Regions from separate parts of the Mus musculus genome. Here all the other regions are linked to region 3. Evidence: chromatin contacts called from public HiChIP or PLAC-seq data. All regions are on one chromosome and are shown on one strand. Each heading gives the region's core, a stretch centred on a gene start, on an enhancer-like site or on the middle of the called end of the contact. The rest is flanking DNA. Distances are from core to core; before and after follow the strand shown. Region 1 overlaps Atp6v1c1 (ATPase, H+ transporting, lysosomal V1 subunit C1). Region 2 overlaps 2310043O21Rik (RIKEN cDNA 2310043O21 gene). Region 3 overlaps Baalc (brain and acute leukemia, cytoplasmic).

Region 1 (4,258 bases), core at 603-3,102, 260 kb before region 3:
GGAGCTCAGTTTTACCGTAGGCTGGCTCAAACTTTGATCTTCCTGCCTCAACCTCCTAAGTGCAGGTCTGTGCTGTCATGTGTGCTCCACATGGCCTCTTGGTGCTGACCAGTATGTGGGACTTCCCTGGAGGGGCAGGTTTGTGTACTCCAGCTCCCCCATAAACCCAGGACTGCCCTGCAATGAAGGGCTCTAGGCTAAGAAATGTTGAACTCCATTGTAATGGGGGGAGCACCACCGTTTGTGTTTGCCTGTGTGTTGTCTGTGTACCACAGTGCCTGTGAGGTCCAGAAGAGCCATTAGATCCTCTGGAACTGGAGGTACAGACAGTTGGTAGCTGCTATGTAGGTGTGGGAATTGAACCCAGGTCCTCCGGAAGAGCAGCCTGTGCTCTTAACCATTGAGCCATCTCTCCAGCTTCATGGAAACCCATTAGTTTTGAGCTGTGTATGCAGCCATGCCCCTCAGTTTTAAGTTTTAAATTTCAAGTGCTTATAGTAGGCATGGAAAGTCTCAGCTTTTAAGTACAAACAGATCTTCTAGCCGTAGATTGTCTTTACATACTGGCATATTCATAGATTATTGTGAAATTGAATACTAATTAATTCCTAGCGATTGGCTTGTCTGGGTTTCCTCCTCTACAGCCTAGATTAACCTTAAGCTTGTACAACCCCTGCCTCAGCCTCCCCAGTGTTGGGGTCGCAGGCCTGAGCTCACACCCCTTAAAGTGGCTTGCTTTTTACTGAAAGGGCACTAATGGGCTTGGAGGTTTGTGTTTCCATGCTAGTGGAAGCATCTGTGGCTGGTGACAGACCTGGAAAGGGAGTATTTAACACAGAACACACTGTGTCCATGAAGAGAGACGCGGGACGCTGTTTGCTCTACAAGGAAAATGGCTCTCTGTGCTTGTGCTGTGCACTGTCTCTGTTGCTCTCTAAGGTATGGCTTGCCGGTGAACTTCCAAGCAATGCTCCTTCAGCCGAATAAGAAGTCAGTGAAGAAGCTAAGAGAAGTGCTGCACGAGTTGTACAAGCATCTGGACAGCAGTGCGGCTGCCATCATTGACGTGAGTGCACCTTAGCCTAGGGCAGTAGGACTTGGGAGGTGGAGAAAAGACTGCATGAGGATTCTCAGAAGCATGGACACCAGGCCATTTGTGTCCCCTGAGCACCCCCTTTCTTAGGTAAACGTTCCATGGCTGTATATACTAGCTGCAGCTGTTCTGGGTATTTCTAGAAGCTCATCATTGTTTTGTTATATGTATCAGATGTTTATAGTTGCAGACGTTCAGGAACAACCAATGTTCTAATTGTTTTTAAAAATTGTAGATTGCGGACAGGAAGGAAATATGAAATTATTTCAGTTTTGTTTTGTAGAAGTAATAGTAGATTAGCAATTTATGTTTGTATTTATTTTGGAAGGGCGTGCGTGTGTACGTGTGTGTGTGTGTGTGTGTGTGTGTGTGTGGTTATCATTTCACTGTATTCTTGGGCTTTGATTTACAGTTTAAATTTCACAGATCTTGCTGGTTTTCTCTATAGTTTATGATCTTGTGTATAGGAAAAATGAAAAATTAGTTTTCTTGATAAGAGAAAATGTAGGAAATAACTTGATATCTTAAAATCTTGGAGAAACTAAGAATCCTAAGTCTTTGGTACAAATTTTGCTCTCACTAAATTCTTACAAGGCACAAATAGATCTGGAATCTTTCAAACCACACTTGGTTTATTTAGATACTACGTTTTAAAAGCCTTGTGTCCTAAACCCAAGATTTAAAAAGTTACCTCTTACAGTTCTACATAGTAAACCGGGAAAGTCATGGTTCAGTCAGTCAGACAGGCTTTGGGGCGGAGCCTGGCCTGGCTCCCTCTCCGTGACTCAGCAGGCATAGGCTCTTCCTGTTCTTACAGCTAAGTGAAGACTTAGATTAAATTCATGTACATGCATGACTTCAGCCAGACCAGGTATCCGTAAAAGACCTTGTAAGCAGCTGACTGCTGTTTGTGGTTTTTCTGCAGGCTCCCATGGATATCCCTGGCCTAAACCTGAGTCAGCAGGAATACTACCCCTATGTGTATTACAAGATTGATTGCAACTTGCTGGAATTCAAGTAAACTGAGCTCCTCCCAGTCAATCCTGGCCTTGTGTTGGTGTTGCTCACACAAGTAACTCTCATAACTCTCACGCCCTCTGCTTGCTCCTTCCCCTTCCCCTAGATGAATTTCTCATGTGGTCCATATCTCAACATTTGCTTTTTAAAGAAAAATATATATATTGTTTCTTTTTATTGATCAGGTCTGTAAATGTGTACTGAAAAAAATCAGAGTTTATTTATAAATAGAATAGTTTATTTAAAGAGGTATTTTCCTCCTTGATATCATGGTATGCATAATTCTGTGTGTTACTGTTGTGCACAGCCTTGTTTACAGGGAATGGTCTAAGCATACCATTTCATTCACTGTATTAGTAGACATAACTGTTGAGTAGTTACTAAGTTGTGATGTAGTGCTATGTGACAACGTTCAGGTGTGTGCTTTTGGAATGCTCTGACTATCTTGTCAGCACTGTTGACCCCACAGGACAGAATAAAAGAACCTGTGCCCACTGTGCTGTGTGTGACTTGAGAGGCTCCAGGGGCCGCCGCCTCCTGGGCTGCTTCAGGGGCTGCTGCTGCCGAGCTCTGAGCACTCCTGTCTGACTCGCATAGGATTTAGTTGTGCCAAATTTGGGTCAGAGCGCAAATCAGAAGGTTATTTTTCCAACACATGGTGATATTTATATTTGGACACTGGGCGTTTAGCTCTCTTAAATAAGAAGTGGGACCAGTTTTGAATAAAGTGTAGCAAAACTATGCAGTGCTAGTCATTTATTTTGTCTAAGTCTTTACGTTTGTTTTTTTGATGTTGATAATCATAAAGGCCTCACTTTTACTTTGCCTTTCTGGTACAGTCCCTGAAGTGAACAACTTGACGTAAAATTTAGGAAGAACTCAGGGTGGAGTTGAGGTAACACTGTACTCCTGTAAGTCACACAGCTTTGTGAGTGGAGAACTAGTCTGCACTGCCTTATCCGTTAGAAAATCAGCCGTCAGCAGCTTTGCTATTTGGGATTTTGCATTTTGTTTCATAAGTAATTATCTACTAGTAACATACAAATGTCTACAAAGCAGAACATGTGAGAGATACCCCTGCCTTGCTAATTTCTACCCTCAGGAGGTTTGTGGCCCTTTCCCATGTCCAACATCTTATCTTACCCAGCTTGTCTCCCTCCTCCCTGCTCCCTCCACTCGCCCTCAACTTAGAGCTTCTTGAAGAAAATAAGGACTATACTGCACGCTGAGACCACGTGGCTGCGGCTCTCCACCTTCCTGACCATGCTGGTCTACCAAGTGTCCCTCACTGCCTTCTGGTGTCGAGGTGTCCAAAGTGCTGCAGGGCCTCTTTACACATCCTTGCATAGGTCTCTGCACTTCAGATGCACCCAGTAAGAGACTCTATGAGTGTATATATTAAAATTTGACACATGCTGCCAAATTACTGGTCAGAATTCTAAATTCCAGACATGTTAGAAATGCAGGCTGTGATTGTCGTTGGCACAGAGTCTCATTACTTAACTCTGGTTGACCTGGAACGCACTGTGTAGATCAGGCTGGCCTTGAAGAGAGCTGCCTGCCTCTGCCTCAAGTGCTGGGATTAAAAGGCAAGGCAACCACATGTGGCAGGGATGCAGTTTTAGTTCCTGTTTCCTGTAGACAGGAGGAAGCTGAACATCTTCCACTTCAGTGTCAAGACATTTTTGTAGGTTTTTTCCTTTCTTTTGCAAGTGCTCTTTGAACCTTAGTATCTGAGGGATGTGGATAAGGAAATGTGTTTAGACAGTAGGCTTTAAGGTTGTGTTTGGGCTCTAATTCTGAACTGAGTGGGTAAAGACCCTGCTCCCGTGTGAATTCTTAGTGTGTGTTTGAAGCTCTGGCACTTTACTGTCCCTTTCGTTGTGTACAATGTTACAGAGGTTGTGAGTCCCAGGCCCATCCCCGTGGAGATGGTAAAAGGCTATTGTAATGAGTAACTGGAACCCCCTATATATGTGCACAGATAGCTCAGTGTTGCCTGGCAGGAGCTTAACACATGTGTTTACTATGGCTGGAAGCTGCTTCACGGTGACTAATATGGGAACATAGAACTTTGGGGGACACACTGTTGGGGAGTCTAAAGGCTAGAAATGCTGACAAATCAAATCAAGTTTGTGTCGGGAACAT
Region 2 (4,419 bases), core at 242-2,741, 380 kb before region 3:
TAACCTCAGTGCCCCCGTGATGAGATAGGAAACAGAGACAGGAGAAATCTCAGAGGCTCTCGGGGCAGCTTCCCTGGCATGCACATCACTGAACAGTAAAAGATACCGACTCACACACAGACACAGACACAGACACACAGACACACAGACACAGACACAGACACAGACACAGACACACACACACACACACACACACTCTCTCTCTCTCTCTCTCTCTTTAAACAAATGAATGAAAAAGGAAGCTTTCAGTGTAAACAAAGTCTCAGAGGAAAGGCTGAAGAGCCAACTCAGCGGGGAGCTGTTCACACTTAACCTGAAGTGAGGAACTTGGAAACACCTTGGGAAGAACATGGAAGTGTCTTCCAGGCTAAGAGAACAACCATTGGGACCAAAAATGAGCATGTTTGTCCAAAGCTGGTAAAAATATCAAAGGATGGGAACATGAGCACACAAGAGTGACCCAGGATGTCCTCAAAAGTTAGATGGGAGTAAGGGGTAGGGGGATGAGGTGGCTCAGTGTATAAAGGTGCTTGCCACCAAGACTCATGTCATGTCCTGGTATGAACTCCCACAAGTTGTCCTCTGAGCTCTACAATTGACCAACTCTGTGTGTGTGTGCATGTGTGTGTACATGCACATGTGCGTTCGATGCTTCTGGAGTCTAGAAGAGCTTGATGAATCCCCTGGAGTTGGAGTTACAGTGGTTGTAAGCCACCTGACATGGGTGCTAGAAATGAAGTTCCAGTCCTCTGCAAGAACAGGGTACTCTCAGCCTCTGAACCATCTCTCCAGCTCCTGTCAAAGCCTTTCTTACTGGGATCAAGCTTATGGTAGGCCAGATTCCAGTTCTCATGGTGAGAACCAAAGCTTAGAAGGGAAGAGATTCGTGGCAGTGTGCAGCTGTAAACCCTGCACTTAGGAACTAGAGACCAGAAGGGGCCAACCTTGGCTACATACAGAGTGCAATCCTAGCCTGGGCTATCTGAGACTGTCTCAAATAACCAAAAACACCAGCAAAAACCAAGAAAGGAGCCAAGTGGTAGTGGCACACACCTTTAATCCCAGCACCTGGAAGGCAGAGGTAGGTGAGTCTGGTCTACAGAGTGAGCTCAGGACAGCCAAAGCTACACTGAGAAACTCTGCCTTGAAATGCCAAAAAAGAAAACAAAGAAAAAGAAAGAAGGAAAGAAGGAAGGAAGGAAAGAAAGAAAGAAAGACAGACAGACAGACAGACCAAGAAGGAAAGAAAAGGAAAAATCACCTTTTCCTCCCCCATGGCACTCAGAGCAACAGTCAGGTGCTCTGTCTTACCTGGAACTCTGAATCATGAGGGTGTACCTTAGAGAGGCAGCATCATTTAAAAGTGATTAGGATAACTGTTGTAGAGTCTGGAGTGCAAAGAGATGAGTGTTCACAAGCAGCAGAGTCCACATACAATGACCAACATCTGGATGGTGAAAGGGTGGGTCCCTTAGCAAGCCATTTTGGAGTTTGCTGCTGACGCCATCCTGAGCTTCCTTCCTAGCCTTCCTTCTTGTTCTCTGAGTTCCTGAGTCACCTATTAAGTAAATTCTTCTTCCATTGAAAAGTTTGCCACTGTTGTTTTCTGTGGTTTGAAAACAGCATCTTGACTAATACAGCAGGAACATGAGTCACAGTTTCAAAAGATACGTCTGTTAAGATAGGAGTGCTGGCCCGCAGGCTGAGCCATCTGAGGGCAGAGACTGGCTGAGCATCTGAGGCCAGCCTGGGCTAAATAGTGAAAGGGACCCTATCCGCCCATTGACATGTCTCTGTGTGCTGCCACAGGGATCCCCCAGTGACCACACTGGGTGGGGGCTCAGATCAGTGCCTCTTCAGGGCTCATCAGAGAAACTTTCTCTTACAGTGCTTAACACTGAGACCTACCATGTGCAGAGAGTGAGAGACTCTGGACCACCCAGTCCTCAGTGGGGCATTGTTATCAACCCCCACTTCTACCCCCTCCCCCCCAAGGCTCAGGGATCTATGTGGAAGAGGAGGCAGAAAGATTGTTGGAGCCAGAGGTGATGGAGGACCCCAAGGAAGCAGTGTCATTGGCACACAGCAGGGCTGATGCATATGTGCACTGACAGAGACTATGGTGGCATGCACAGGACCTGCACAGGTTCAAGCCTGACTGAGAGGAAGAGGTAGACATGAGCTCCCACCCCTAATTAAGAAGCTACTTACACTAGCTACTTGCTATCAAAGAAAAAGTAGTTTTCTCCGACGGAGTCTAACTGGATATACTAAGCATACTGCAGAGCAGGCCCCATGCCCAGGAGTAGCTGGCCAACACCAAAGTCTAGGATATTTTTGTTGTTGTTGTTTTTGCCTCTCTTTGGTTTATTTTTTGAAATTTTTTTGTCTTGTTCGTCTATTAATTGTTTATTTTCCATTTTGTGAGAATTTTAATATGTGGTTTCTGGGTTTTCTGTTTGTTTATGAGAAAGGGGGGAGAGAGAAATTGGGTGGGTAAGGAGGTAGAGAGGAGGAGAGGATCAGGGAGGAATTGGAAGAGGAGAAAATAGGATTGAAAGATACCGTATGAAAAAAATTTCAGTACAAGAAATGTTTAAAAGTCAAACCAAACCAAACAGAGCAAAGACATTACTGCTCTATAGAAACTAGAAGGCTAAGCGTGACATCTTCTCTAAAGGGAGAAGGGGGCTACATATCAGCCAAGAGCCAGCCAGAAGCAAAACATTATTGAGTATGCCAAAATAGAGTGACCTTAGGATAAAGAGTGGGCAGTCAGCAAACATCCCTGGCCTCAGGATGGCGAAGGAACTCTTCAGAACCCCAATCTGGAGCCTGGATAAGTTCCTAGAGCATCACCTCCTTCCGGACACCACATTTCTTCCTGAGGTCAGAGCAGACGTGGAGTTCATATGTGCTTTCCTGATGGAGAGATGCTTCCAAGGTGCTGCCCACCCTGTGAGGATCTCCGGGGTCGTGTAGGGTGGCTCCTAGGATGAACACACCATGCTCAAGGGTAAGTCAGATGTGCGGCAGTGGGCGCCGGGGCGGGGGGGGGGGGGGGGAGTGAGAGAAAACCCGTGTCCTGCCAGAGTTCCGGTGCCCTGGGTGGGCAGATGCGGGAGGACTGCTGCAGCTTTCCACGCGGCCCCAGGTGGGTGTGTGGCTATGTGAAGCCACTGACCCCATTCGGCAGGTGGTGGACAAGGGGCAGCTCTAGTTACCAGGTTCCCAGCCTCCAGCGTTCCACACTGGACACCACGGAGGAGCTGAGAACAGAATGCCCCCCCCCCCGGGGGCGGCTCATCAGCCCTGGGGGCTGAGGGGAGGGGAGGGCAGGAGAAGAGGGCGCTTGACGTTCCCACACAGGCGAGAGTGCTCCCACTCAGGCAAGAGTGCTCAGTCCAGTCTGTGGCTGGAGCACAGGAAGACCTTCCGGCAGGTGGTTAAATGCAGCTTGTTAGAGGAAAGCCTATCCTGTCATTCAAGCACAGCCGGCCATGATGAGCAATGACTTTTTGCTATTTTCTGCAAAAAGCTGTGCAATGCTTGTGTCAAACACTAGGCAGTCACTATTCATAATGGCTGTTGCAATTCCCTCATGAATAGATAGAGGAGTTGCTTCCCAAGTCTATGGTTTTAGAGCATTATTGTAGAAAGGCAGAGAGAAAGAGAGAAGATAGAAAGAGGGAGACCACTGGCCATGGCCATGTGGAGAGAGGGGGAAGGGAGAGAGAGAAGGAGGGCTAGAGATGAGAGTAAGACAGGTGAGAGCTTAAAGAGAGCAAGGAGGGGCCAAGCAGCCCCTCTTATAGTGGGCTATCAGGAGCATACCTGGCTATAGTCAGGTAACTGTGGGGGTGGAGTCTAACCAGAATGCCAGGAGCTTTGGACATTGTCTGTGTGACTGATAGTTACAGAATGGAGTTGGGGGCTCTGTGCTGTCAGCCACCTGTCTCTGGGAACGTGGCTCGCTTTTCTGTCCTTTGTAGAGTTTGCTTTCTTCCTTCCTTCCTTCCTTTCTTTCTTTCTCTCTGTCTTTCTTTCTTTCTTTCTTTCTTTCTTCAGAAAAGAAAGTCAAATTTATTTAATGAAAAACTAGAATAAAAATTAGCAAATACACACACATCAAAAAACAAAAATCAAACAAACAAAACAAAACTATAGCAGCACTATGTGTTGACTCACAAGGGGAAAACAGTGGTCTATGACCACGCAGATGGCTTGTCAGTTAAAGGGAAACCAACCACACACGTGCACGCATGAGTGCACAGACACACACCCCTGAAAAATTGTCAACAATACAATCAATCTACAGCAAACGCAAAGTTCAGAAATATTTTACAATGTTTCCTTTCTTAATACAAAAGATGCCTATTTTGGGTATATATATATTTTTTCAGTGGTTTACTGTTGAAT
Region 3 (4,793 bases), core at 255-2,754:
CTTTGGCCCTTCTGTACACAGCCCCAAGGACCATGTTATTTTTGGTATCTGCAGAGTAATTAGTTTGGAAAGCCAGAGGCTGGTTGATGTATATTCCTGTTGACATAGTCTAACAAGGCACTCACTGTATTGAAAAACAGGCACCAACATGGTAAAGCGATGCTTTGATAGGAACCCTTCCCCAGCATTCCTAAGCACACCTTCCTGCAGAGTATGACACAGCATGAGTCTGAAAGGACTGTTAACATGCTTGGGCTTATTAAGGTCCAAGTCATATCAAACTGTACCAACAAACTCACATCTAGCAGCAATAGTAGTCTGGCGGCATGCTTACGTGACAGTTCAAGAGAAGTCACCCAAGCGGATTAAGATGCAGATGCTCACTGCTGTCTCTGACTTATTTCTCCAACACAAGTAGAACTGTAGACTGTATGTTTATTAGTGTTAAGATTCACTGCCAACCTTGTGCCAGCTACAGTAACAGTCGCAGAGGGATTTGGAGTCGGGAAGTCACGACTGTACTTCTGACTCTGTGAGGAGGCTTGGTACTCAGGAGACTGACACGGACCCTGTGGCACAAGACCAATGATTGCAGTGGAATCTCACACTTAGGTAAAGGTAGCTTTCTGTCAATCACAGATGTATGTCTTCTCCTTTGCCGTATACACCACAGTTCCCCCGCCACCCCCAACCTCTCTCATCTTGACTCCTTGTCAAAGGGCTTTTAGGGAACTTCATGTTCTGACAATTTAACTAATAAAACAAAAGCAAGCCCCGTGACTCCTGTGTCCTCAGCGGCATTGCTGGGCAGGAGTCCTTCCACAGGGTTGGCCATGGGTCCAATCCTGCAAGCTCAAGGGCTTGCGCTCCAGGGCATGTGCGCTGTGTTTTGACATGCTGCTTCCCCAGTTGATGCTATCGGCCATGGGCTAAGGCCGGCTTCTCTTCCCAACTCTGTGTTTGCCTCAGCTCATTGGAATTTACCATCTGGGAAAGTTGTCTCTGCAAATACAGAAACACGTTCTCACTCTGCGAGGAGAAGGGAGGGAGGGAGGGAGGGCCTGTGATCTGGCACACCATTGAAATTTCCATCTGGCAAGTTTTAAATGTGTGTTTAAAGCAGGAACTGACTCTTACTATCCTAGTGGGATAACACTTTCCATTCTGAAGTTTGTGTCAATAAAGTCATTAATTTCAAACATATGTGAATGGTTACAGAGGCTCTTTACTGGAACCTTAAATCTGTATGCACAGCTGGTTAGAATTTTTTGAAACAAAGGCGTTTCACATAAGTCAAACAGCCCTATGAATTAGATGAACTAGATATGGGGGCTGCAATTAGCTCTAACTTACACTTACAGAGGGATTTATAACTTTTTAGCCAGGAATTGGTGACCTGGGATGCCAGATAGGAATGTCAGCCAACGATCAGTGCTTCCTCACCATTCCCGTACCTGACTCAGAATGTCCAGCATAGTTGAAACAGATATCGAGAGGGAGAACTGTCTCATACCCTGAAACTGAGCCAACCCCAAGCTTAGGAGGACAGGGGATGACTGGAGAGGGCTATGATTAGAGAGCTGGGGCCAGCCTGGGATCACTTAGCCTTCTGGACAGGGTAAGCCTGGCCTTGTATGAGAAGGCTCTCTGGGTTAAGGTCAGGAAAGAAGTTCATAATTGAGGAAAGAATAAACTGTCCTTATAATAGGTGTCTGGGCCTAAAGATTAGGAACTGAGGGCTACCTAGGTTGCAGCCAATGCCCTGCATTCACAAGATGTTCCTCTAGCTGCCCGTCTCCCCAGTGCACTCAGACCTATTTGACCAACTAACCTCCATTTGTGGCCGCTCCCCAGTGTCACAGAAAGACCTCTCCTCCATATCTGTTTCTCTAAGCAGGGTCTCCAAGGAGGGGCTGTTTTGCTGAAATCAGATCAAAGGCATGGTTTATTCAGCTGCCCTGCTGTACAAACATTGGAATTCTATGTACATAGATCCAGCAGGCACCCCTCACTGAAAACTCCATATACATTCTTTCCTTCTCTGCCAATCATACATTGATTTATAATAAGCACTGCACTTGTGAGTCTCCTTTTCCTCCTGCTGCTTAGAATGTGGAGGGAAAAGCTGCAGACATACTGGTCCATTGGGACAGTATGTCACCTGTCCTTGGCAGTGGAGCAACCAAGCTATTTGAAGCTATGCCAAACGGAGCAACAAATCGGAAGAAGACGGGGTTCCTGGTTCTATGCAACCTCCCTGAGCCCAGAACTGTACATACTTAGGCCATCTGAAACCAAGAAATATACATCTGCTTTATTTAATCTACTCTTACAGGTTACAATTCATCAGCAAACCTAATTCATTTTCTCTTGAAGAACTGGAAGGTCTTTGTCCCTGGTCCCTTGGTACCAAGTTTGCTGGAGCTGATGTCTGCATATCTAGAACTGGTGCCTGCAGACCAGTGTGACGTACATATAGTAACTCCGCCTTTGTCACCTGCCTGAGGTGCATGGCTGTGCAACCCCTCTCCAAATATCTGGTTTTCTTGTTCTTATAAGGGTCTTTCAAATACAGATTGTCCCTCATCATTTCCACAAGTCTGGGAAGTAGCTAATCTTGGAGAATTTCTCTGAGGAGGTAAGTTGCAAGTATGATCCAGTAGCTAAAGGTATGCGCTTATTCACTTTCATGTACTATATTTATTAAAAAGTTTTGATGTGCCAGAAATTGGAAATTATTGCATCTGTCTGTCTGTCTATTTATTGTTTTTATTGTTCTACTAAAATATTATCTCCTCAAGAGCAAGGGCCATGTCTACTTTATTGCCAATTTCTAGTACATTAAAGCTTTTCAAAAAATATAGACTGCATTTTGATCTTATTTATGCCCCCAACTCTCTCAGATTCCTTTTCCACCCCCTGCTAACCTCTTCTTCACTACTACCCTCCACCCTCACCCCAGTTTCTTGTTGAAGTGTCTATAGTGAGATTATTCATGCAGCACTCTACAGTTCCCGTCACTGGTGATAAGAACATTTCCTGCATCAGTTTAGAGAAGGTAGTTTCCCTGGGTTTTATCTCCTTCTCTCAGGAGGAAAAAGAGTCAGAGCTTTACTCTTAGAACATTTTCTAAAGTGCTGTTAGGTCTATTATATATTGCTATATGTGTGGATGTTTTTGCCCGATGTATGCCTGAGCTACCTGGTATCCTTGAAGGCCAGGAGATGTTGGTTGAATCTGCCAGGAAGGAGTTTATAGGTAGTAGTGAACTACCATGTGCATGCTGGAAATTAAGCCCAGTTCATCTGAAAGCGTACATCTGGAAGAATCGCCAGAGCTCTTAATGCTGAGGTGTCTTTTCAGTTCCTTCCTTGCTTTTTGGGGCAGTCTCTCACCTACCCAGGGCTTAGCAATCAGGGCAGGCTGTCTGTTCACCGAGCCCTAGGGATCTGCCTGGTTTGCCTTCTCAGCACAGAGATTACAAGCACAGGCCACCATGCCCAGCTTTTAATGTGGGTGCTGGAGATGGAACTCAGGTCCTCCTGCTTGCGAGCAGGCACCGTCCCAAGTGATCAGTCTGGAGTTGGAGCGCTCCCAAGACGGTGGTGGTGGTTGTGAGTTTAAAAGACAGAGCCTCAGTATCCTAGTCTGGCCTTGAATTTACCATGTAGCTGAGGATGGCCAGGGCTGTGGGACTCTGTGAAGGCATTCCTAGCAAACGCATATAACACAACACCCTAGAAAAATACTTGAATATTTTTATAAGCTGGGTGTGTGGGCCACTGCTCAGTCTTCTGGAACTTGGGTTCCTAGGAATAAGAGCAACGGGGGACAGAAGAACACCGTTCCACAGGGACTCCGCTGCATCTACGTCCCCTGAAGTGCTCCCCAGTGGAGGATAACTGCCTTCCTTGACTGGGGGACCTTCCCCTTCTCCTTCCAGCATATGGACGGCCAGGACATTAGTGCTACTGATGCTTGTTCATCTCCTTCACTCATCCCAGCATCCTTCACTGAATGACTGCTTTGGGAAGTTCAATTTTGGATTACTAATGCTAAGAGCTGTGTTTTATATCAGTTCCTGAAATTTTCCCAGATGCATTAACTCCAATCACCCAGCAAGTAGCTAGTTTAATAATATACCCCTTTATTGAATGCTTCTCTAGGTAGGCGTGCTGCTGTAGTGTGGGCTTCAATATGAACACCATCCTTTTTCCTGTCTCTTTTTTATTACTACATTTAAACACCATAGATATCAAAGACTTGGTTTCTACCTCCTTCTCCCAACCACGCCTAGAACATGAGAAAAGTTCTCAGCTGTCAGTGTGTAACTAACTCCAGATGTATGCTTTTAGGTTTTTGCCTCCAAACAATTTCGCCTGATCCCATGACCTGAGTGATTTGCATCCCAGGTCTTCTGTAATCCAAGCTCCTATGCCACGTATCTGGGAGGTCTCTGGACACTTTCATTTGCATGGCCAGTGGGGCAGGGAAGTCTTAGTCCTGAGCACTAAGCAAGGCTATATCTCTTAGCCTCTCTTGCACTCATATAATGAGAGTTTTAACTTACTTCAAGTTGTTCCCACAGCCATTACCCCGGAAGACCAGAAAAGACAGCACCAAAAGGGATTTATGCTTAGTTATCTGGGGCGCGGGGAGGCGTGTAGAAGTAATGAAGGATCTGATGCAATTCCTCCAGATCACTTGAGCTGAGTTTGGTATTAATTGCCAGAATAAGTTTTACAGTTTCACTCTTACAGATCGGTGTTCTCTTGGTGGAATTCCGTTTAATA

The links. HiChIP or PLAC-seq counts read pairs in DNA pulled down with a chosen protein or histone mark.
Region 1: a contact with region 3 is called in a CTCF HiChIP or PLAC-seq map of the NIH/3T3 cell line, with 15 read pairs. The contact joins two enhancer-like sites. A contact is called at or near these places in 1 of 15 datasets of contacts at CTCF or cohesin (the NIH/3T3 cell line) and 1 of 115 datasets of contacts at active chromatin or transcription factors (extraembryonic endoderm stem cells).
Region 2: a CTCF HiChIP or PLAC-seq map of the NIH/3T3 cell line shows a contact between it and region 3, with 6 read pairs. The contact joins two enhancer-like sites.

What each region holds. Positions count from the first base shown.
Region 1 is chr15:38,689,594-38,693,851 of GRCm38.p6, forward strand. Atp6v1c1 (ATPase, H+ transporting, lysosomal V1 subunit C1) reads left to right here. Exons shown (of 13, transcript NM_025494.3): 12 at 940-1,066; 13 at 2,019-2,851. The coding sequence ends at 2,114. Among named protein-coding and RNA genes, the nearest start is that of Atp6v1c1, 30 kb to the left of the region's middle. Within about 2 kb of position 1,853, at least 109 of the 459 cell types and tissues checked have an H3K27ac peak or open chromatin away from gene starts, as enhancers often do. A contact at or near this core is called in the NIH/3T3 cell line, where this site is marked.
Region 2 is chr15:38,571,195-38,575,613 of GRCm38.p6, forward strand. All of the region lies in intron 2 of 2310043O21Rik (RIKEN cDNA 2310043O21 gene), which reads right to left. The region is part of intron 2 of Gm41309 (a long non-coding RNA gene); the gene reads right to left. It also overlaps the pseudogene Gm29697 and the pseudogene Siah1-ps2. Among named protein-coding and RNA genes, the nearest start is that of 2310043O21Rik, 22 kb to the right of the region's middle. Within about 2 kb of position 1,492, at least 37 of the 459 cell types and tissues checked have an H3K27ac peak or open chromatin away from gene starts, as enhancers often do. A contact at or near this core is called in the NIH/3T3 cell line, where this site is marked.
Region 3 is chr15:38,950,062-38,954,854 of GRCm38.p6, forward strand. Baalc (brain and acute leukemia, cytoplasmic) reads left to right here. Exons shown (of 2, transcript NM_080640.6): 2 at 1-1,203. Among named protein-coding and RNA genes, the nearest start is that of Baalc, 19 kb to the left of the region's middle. Within about 2 kb of position 1,505, at least 88 of the 459 cell types and tissues checked have an H3K27ac peak or open chromatin away from gene starts, as enhancers often do. A contact at or near this core is called in the NIH/3T3 cell line, where this site is marked.